Linked DNA regions of Mus musculus: region 2 is linked to region 1. Evidence: chromatin contacts called from public promoter capture Hi-C data. All regions are on one chromosome and are shown on one strand. Each heading gives the region's core, a stretch centred on a gene start, on an enhancer-like site or on the middle of the called end of the contact. The rest is flanking DNA. Distances are from core to core; before and after follow the strand shown. Region 1 holds the start of Zfp101 (zinc finger protein 101). Region 2 holds the start of Rpp21 (ribonuclease P 21 subunit).

Region 1 (3,031 bases), core at 269-2,768:
TCATGAAGGGAAATTATTAGAGTTCTTGAGAGTAACAAAGCTTACAGAATGAATCTTTCTATATGTATAGAAAAGGGGTTTACTGGAAAGACTCACAGGCTGCGGTCTAGCTAATCCAACAATGGTTGGCTGTGGATGGAAAGCCCAAGAATCCTGTAGTTTCTCAGACCACGAGGCTAAATGTCTCAGCTGGTCTTCAGCTTATGCTGGAATCCCTAAAAAGTAAGGTTCTGATGCCAGTGAAGGAATGGACATGCTAGCAAGGCTAGGGCAAGCAGGCAGGAGCAGAAGCTTCCTCGTCCAGCTCTAGCAAAGCCTGTAGCCTAGATTAGAGCTGATTCAAGGTTTGGTTCAAAGGCCTGGGACTCCCTACCTCAAAGGTCCAGACCTGAAGCAGAATCACCGACTCCAAAGCAAGCAAAAAGTTCTCACAGGTATGTCCTCCATTCCCAGATTTGATTTCATGACTAACAGAGTCAAGTTGACAACCAGAAAAATAATCATCACAGGACTCAAGAAGAAATTTGGAGGTGGGAACTGAAGTAGAGGTCATGGGGAAATACTGCATGTTCACTCTCCCTTTTTATACAGCCTAGGCCTATCTACCTAAGTATGCATTAATACAGTAGATTGGAAACCCCCCCCCCCCCACACACACACATCATTCTTTAATCCAAAAATATTCTACAGTCTTGCCTATAGCCAATCTAATGGAGGCATTTCTAAGTTGAGTTCCCTTCTCTCAGATGACCCCCACTAACATCAAGTCGACAAAAGGCCAACCAGTACCGGAGCGAAAGCCTCTTCTTTGCTTACAAGTTTTTTTCTATTTACATTATTAATTCATATATGTTGCTTTCTGCTCTTGGCTTGGTTTATAGTAATAATGTTCAATACCCAGAAGTAGTCCAAGTAAAGCCTGTAAGAAGAGACATTTGCAAAAGCATATGTCTTTATCAAACGTGTTTTAAAATATTATTTCTTCAGACAAAGCTTTAACATATTTGTACAGGTTTCTTTCAAACCTGGGGCTCAATCAACATTTTAAATCTTAACTTTCAAAAAATATAGGTGCAAAAGTCCATTTGCCTCATCTCAGATTCTTAAGTTGGCACTCATTATTGGCACTGTCCTCTCCTGACCGGGTAACCTTCTCTGTTTGGGGTCATGGGTTTTCCTTTCCCTACACTGAGTCTGGGATGTCCAGAGCCAATCTGTAGCGCTATTTTATGTGAAACAGTAGAAGCCCACTGAGTACACGACAAAGCGAGTGCGTGCACTAAAATCCCAGAAGGCGTCGTGCTTAAATGCAAGGATCCCACATATTTACTCCAAACGGAACGTCTGGGTTAAGATTGGGTGTTGCTCTATCTTTTTTTTTTTTTTTTTTTTCCCCATTTGCGTCAAGTATGGGAGAGGTTGTTGATCCTGCTACTCACGAATAAGAAGGCGGGTCCAGCATCTTTCGCCAATCAGAGCCGCTGTTACTTCCTTGCTGGAACTGTCAAATGAGGAACACGGATGTTCTGAAGTTTCTGCCCCTGGCTCCATTTTTGAATCCCGTGTAGCTTTTGTGAGGTGTTGTGACAGCTGGTTTCAGTCAGTGCCACCTATTTTGTCGGCAGGCTCTTCCGAAGGACCCCCGCATGCGTCCGAAGCTGGAAATGGTGAGTACACGGTTGCTCCCGGAGTCGTGGGCCGCGGCTTTGACGTAGCCTGGCGCAGCTTGGCACCGCCGACCCGACGTTCCTCTGGCGCTGTGCTGCAGTTCGAGGTGGAGCTTGGCACCGGCGGAGCCAGGAGTCGGAGGCTCCTCCTGCCCTGTCGCTGTAAAACTGCTTTATCCCAGTCCCTTGGCTATCATGGGGAATGAGCTCGGTGGTCCTGCACCCTGCAGACTTTGCAGCGCTCACGGGTTGGTGATGCGGTCTGGTCAGTGTAGTGAAAGGACGTGGGTGTTGAGCGTTACTGCTGGTCTGACCTTGCACTTGCGTTTGGCCTGCTTTATTGTTTTCTGAGGTCTCCTTGATTTTGTATTAGTTTTGCTCTAGGCTGCTTCTCCAAAGAGAAGGAATATGTAATGTGCTTTTGGTGGCAGTGGTGCTGGTGAGTTTTTGATTGGTTGATTTCTTTGTTTTTCAGACAGGGTTTCTCAGTAGCCCTGGCTACCCTGGAACTCACTTGGTAGACCAGGCTGGCTTCGAACTCAGAGATTCTCCTGCCTCTGCCTGTAATGTGTGTTTGTTTGTCTTCTTTCCTTTCTTGGAACTCATTACGTAGACCAGGCCTACCTTGAACTCAAGAGATCTGCCTGCTTCTGCTTCCTGAGAACTGCAGTTTAGATGCGAGCACCATCATGCCCTACAAGGTGGGCTCCTTAATTAGTATTTACCAAGATTACAGTCCTCTAGAAAAATATTAACATCTTCGGTTGTTTCCTTTGCCCTTATGTAAATCGTTTTTCTAGACAGTGTAATTTGCGACTAGGGAAAGTGTGGACAGGGGCCATCTGGGAGAAAAACATACGTGTCTTCTATCTTCTGGATGAGGTATTTTTTTGAGAGTTGGTTTGAGTGCACAAAACATTTCAAATTTTATTAGTGTTGTTCATGTGTGGTGAGCCAATCTTTGGGCTCCCGTGCCATAGTATATACTGTGCAGGTCAAAGGACTCCCTTGTGGGGTTGGAGTTGGTTCTCCTGTCCATTCCCTGGGTTCAGGGATCAAACACAGGTCACAACGCATGCTTGACGACTGCTTTTGCCTGTTGACTCATTTCTTCGGCTTCATTTATTTTTACTTTTACTTTTATTTTAAAACCGGGTTTCATAGATCCCTGGCTATCATGAAACTCCATATGTAGATGACCTTGAACTTGGGATCCTCCTGCCTTCAGGTTTTAGGATTTCAAGGCATGAGCCAGCACACTTGCTTTGATGTGGTGCTGGTGCTGGGACCGAGGGTGGGGGTGGGGGGGCGTCTCCATACTAAGTAAACATTCTACAGAGTCAGCCCTGTGCTCATCCTGCTGT
Region 2 (3,031 bases), core at 234-2,733, 2.9 Mb before region 1:
AACTTGTCCACCTTGCCCCCTGGCTCAAAGACCTAAGGAAAGAAGGGAAGGTGATGGAGTCTTTCTCACCCATGAGAACAGGGTAGAAGAGGGTGGTTTGTGTAGCAAAGGGCCAGAAGACAGCTAAGCTTCTATTTCTATCCTTCACCCTTTGACATTCCCCTTTTCAGAGAATGTAAATTATTTTAATTTTAGGCCAAAATAAACAACCCATAGGGTACATATTTTGTCACAAAAGGTACCAGATGCATGCCAAACCAAACAACCTGGATTATCTGCTGCCTGGGTAATCTTCACACAAGACTGAGACAAGAAACTGCAGTGAGGGCATTCAGTTCCTCCTACCACCTCAACAGGACTTTGTCCACTCTACTCTTACCTTTGTGCCTTGACTGTGGTTCTTTGTGGCAAGATAATTGGTTGGTGAAAATATGGAACAAAGGATCCACTAATGTGATCTCTTGAGTTGCGTGGTAATTTGTCAGTGGATGGGTGTGGAAACTGTATGTTCTTGAGTCTCACCTTCTGTCCTTAATGGAGGTTTGGGTAAGCTTAGGAATCCACATTTTAATACACTCCCCTCATTTGTCTCTGAAGGCCCATACAAAACACCCAGGGTAAGTTTCAACGAATTGCCTAACTCTGAGCCAGCAGTCTGGTTCCCCACAGATCCTGCAGGGGCCTGGATCCCTCTGCTTCTGACCTTAGCCAGTAACTGGGAATCAGAAGTAAACACCAAGCCAGGTTGAATAAATGAGAAAAGGTCAGAGGAAGGAGGGTGAAGTAGATACTAATAAATAGCCGAGGAGACCGGCCATGCTGTTGTCTGGTTATTTGTGCTGTTCATGTAGCTACTAGCCCTTGGAACAGCAAGTGCCTTTAATAAGAAGTGGGAGAAAGGCAAGAAGCTCTTTGCTTAGGGATGTTTTGTCCTGTTAACTTATTTCCTCCCTTGTGATCTGATCTTTCACACTTTCAGGTCCATGGGCACTAATGCTTTTTATTTTTGAGACAGGGTCTGGCAATGTAGCCCATAATTCATATCCTGTAATTTATGGTAGTCCTACCTCAACCTCTCCAGTGGTGAGATAGCCAGAATATAACACCAGTTATTCTGGGCATTGACTGTTTTGTTATGTTACATCCGTTCATAGAAGTCCCAAGCATCTACCCTCGGCTTCAGAAGAGTAAGACAAAATCTAACCCAATGTCCACCGCAAACAACCCTCTTTCCAACCATAAAAGACAGGACTTCGGTCCTGTTATGTTTATGTACTTTAAGATCCTTTACCTGTTCCACGTCTACCTAATACGTGAGGGATACCAAACTAGGGCTGCCTGCACACAGAAGACCTGTGGGGTCCTCTGGTTTCTGACAGAAGCTGGTGCGGGGCTGAGGGCCCCCCCCCCTCCCGCACTACAGTTCCCAGCAGACGTTGCGCACTGCGCACGTCTGGGGCGGGACATCCGCAAGGAGGGGCAGACACTCATGGCGGGCCCAGTGAAGGACCGGGAAGCCTTCCAGAGACTCAGCTTCCTGTACCAGGTGAGACGCGCTCGGGGTGGGTGGCAGCCCGGTGTTGCGGCCGCAGAGTAACCTGGATGGCCGTCCTTGTTCCCAGGCTGCACACTGCGTCCTCTCTCAGAACCCCGAGAACCAGGCGCTGGCTAGGTTTTACTGCCACACAGAGAAAACCATCGCGAAGCGGCTGGTCCTCCGGCAGTAAGGCACAGGGTGGCGGGCAGGACCCGGGGCGCGGGCTGGCAGGCAGGCAGACAGCGACCTCCTCTCTTCCTCACCCAGGGACCCCTCTGTGAAGAGGACGCTCTGTCGCAGCTGCTCCTCTCTCCTCATTCCGGGCCTCACCTGCACGCAGCGCCAGAGACGTGAGTGCTGCCCCAGAGACATTTGTGAGGTGGGGACACTAGAGGACAGGGCAGGGCTCAGCAGCTCCACCTAGAGATGGAGACTTTCTGCAGCTGACTTAGTCCCTAAAACTATCTTGGACTACATGACACTCCTTAGTTTAAAAAAAAAACAAAAACAAAAAAAACAAAGCGATTTCGTTATTATTTCATTCCTAGGGTGCATTAAGCACTACTTACTAGCTGAGTGGGTTGTGGAGGTTCACGCCTTTTATCCCAGCACTTGGGAGGTAGAAGCAGGTGGATTTCATGAGTTTAAGCCTATCCTGATCTACATAATCCGGACTGGCCAGGTCTGCATAAAGAAACCCTGTCTCACACAAAAACACATACTGTCTCTTTGCTTTTGGTTTTGATTTTGTTTTGTTTTGTTTTTTGGCACAAGTGTCACAGTAGCCCAGACTGGCCTCCAATTCCCTGCAGTCTCCTGCCCCCACATCCCTAGCTAGGATTACAAGCATGAGACAACACACCCAGCTACTGGAGTCGTAATTTTAAATGCTTCAGTTGGTAGGGGTAGAGTGCTGAGTCCTACCAGTGGCAGGGAGGTAGGTATAACATGATAAACAAGAGTCAAACACTCTAGACGCTGGGATTCCCACACGAGAGAATGTGTGCTTTGTAGGGGCTTGGGAGATGGTTCCGTGGTTACTGTGCCCGATAAGCTTAAGTGTGAGGGCCTGACTTCAGATCTCCAACACCTGTGTACAAGCAGGTTGTAAGCCCAGCCAGCCTTGGGGAGCAGGTGAAGACGTACAGATCCTCCAGAGCACTCTCTGGCCAGGCAGTCTAGCTGAAAACATCTAGTCCCAGGTTCAGTGAGAGACCCTGTTCCAAAAAGACATGGTGGAATGTGGTAAAGGAAGACAGACACCCAAACTAGATTTCTGTCCTCCACATATATATCTAGATGAGTGTTCCTGTGTGCATACACACACACACACACACAAACACACGTACTCATGCATATAACAGTAACACATATGTGTATATACAATATGAATGTATAAATAAAAATAGGAATTTTTAAAAAAGAATCTGTGCTATAAGAAAAGGAATGCTCAGGAGGCTGGAGTTTGAGGTGGGCAAGATGGAGAGAGGTGAA

Evidence for each region. Promoter capture Hi-C pulls out the DNA fragments that hold promoters and counts their contacts.
Region 2: a contact with region 1 is called in a promoter capture Hi-C map of liver, with 2.9 times the contacts expected there. The contact joins the promoter of Rpp21 here to the promoter of Zfp101 in region 1. A contact is called at or near these places in 2 of 39 promoter capture datasets (hippocampal neurons and liver).

What each region holds. Positions count from the first base shown.
Region 1 is chr17:33,393,124-33,396,154 of GRCm38.p6, reverse strand. It overlaps Zfp101 (zinc finger protein 101), which reads left to right and starts at 1,518. Exons shown (of 4, transcript NM_009542.2): 1 at 1,518-1,667. The coding sequence starts at 1,647.
Region 2 is chr17:36,256,298-36,259,328 of GRCm38.p6, reverse strand. Rpp21 (ribonuclease P 21 subunit) reads left to right here and starts at 1,483. Exons shown (of 5, transcript NM_026308.2): 1 at 1,483-1,546; 2 at 1,623-1,723; 3 at 1,805-1,887. The coding sequence starts at 1,490. Trim39 (tripartite motif-containing 39) reads left to right here. Exons shown (of 7, transcript NM_178281.1): 7 at 1-456.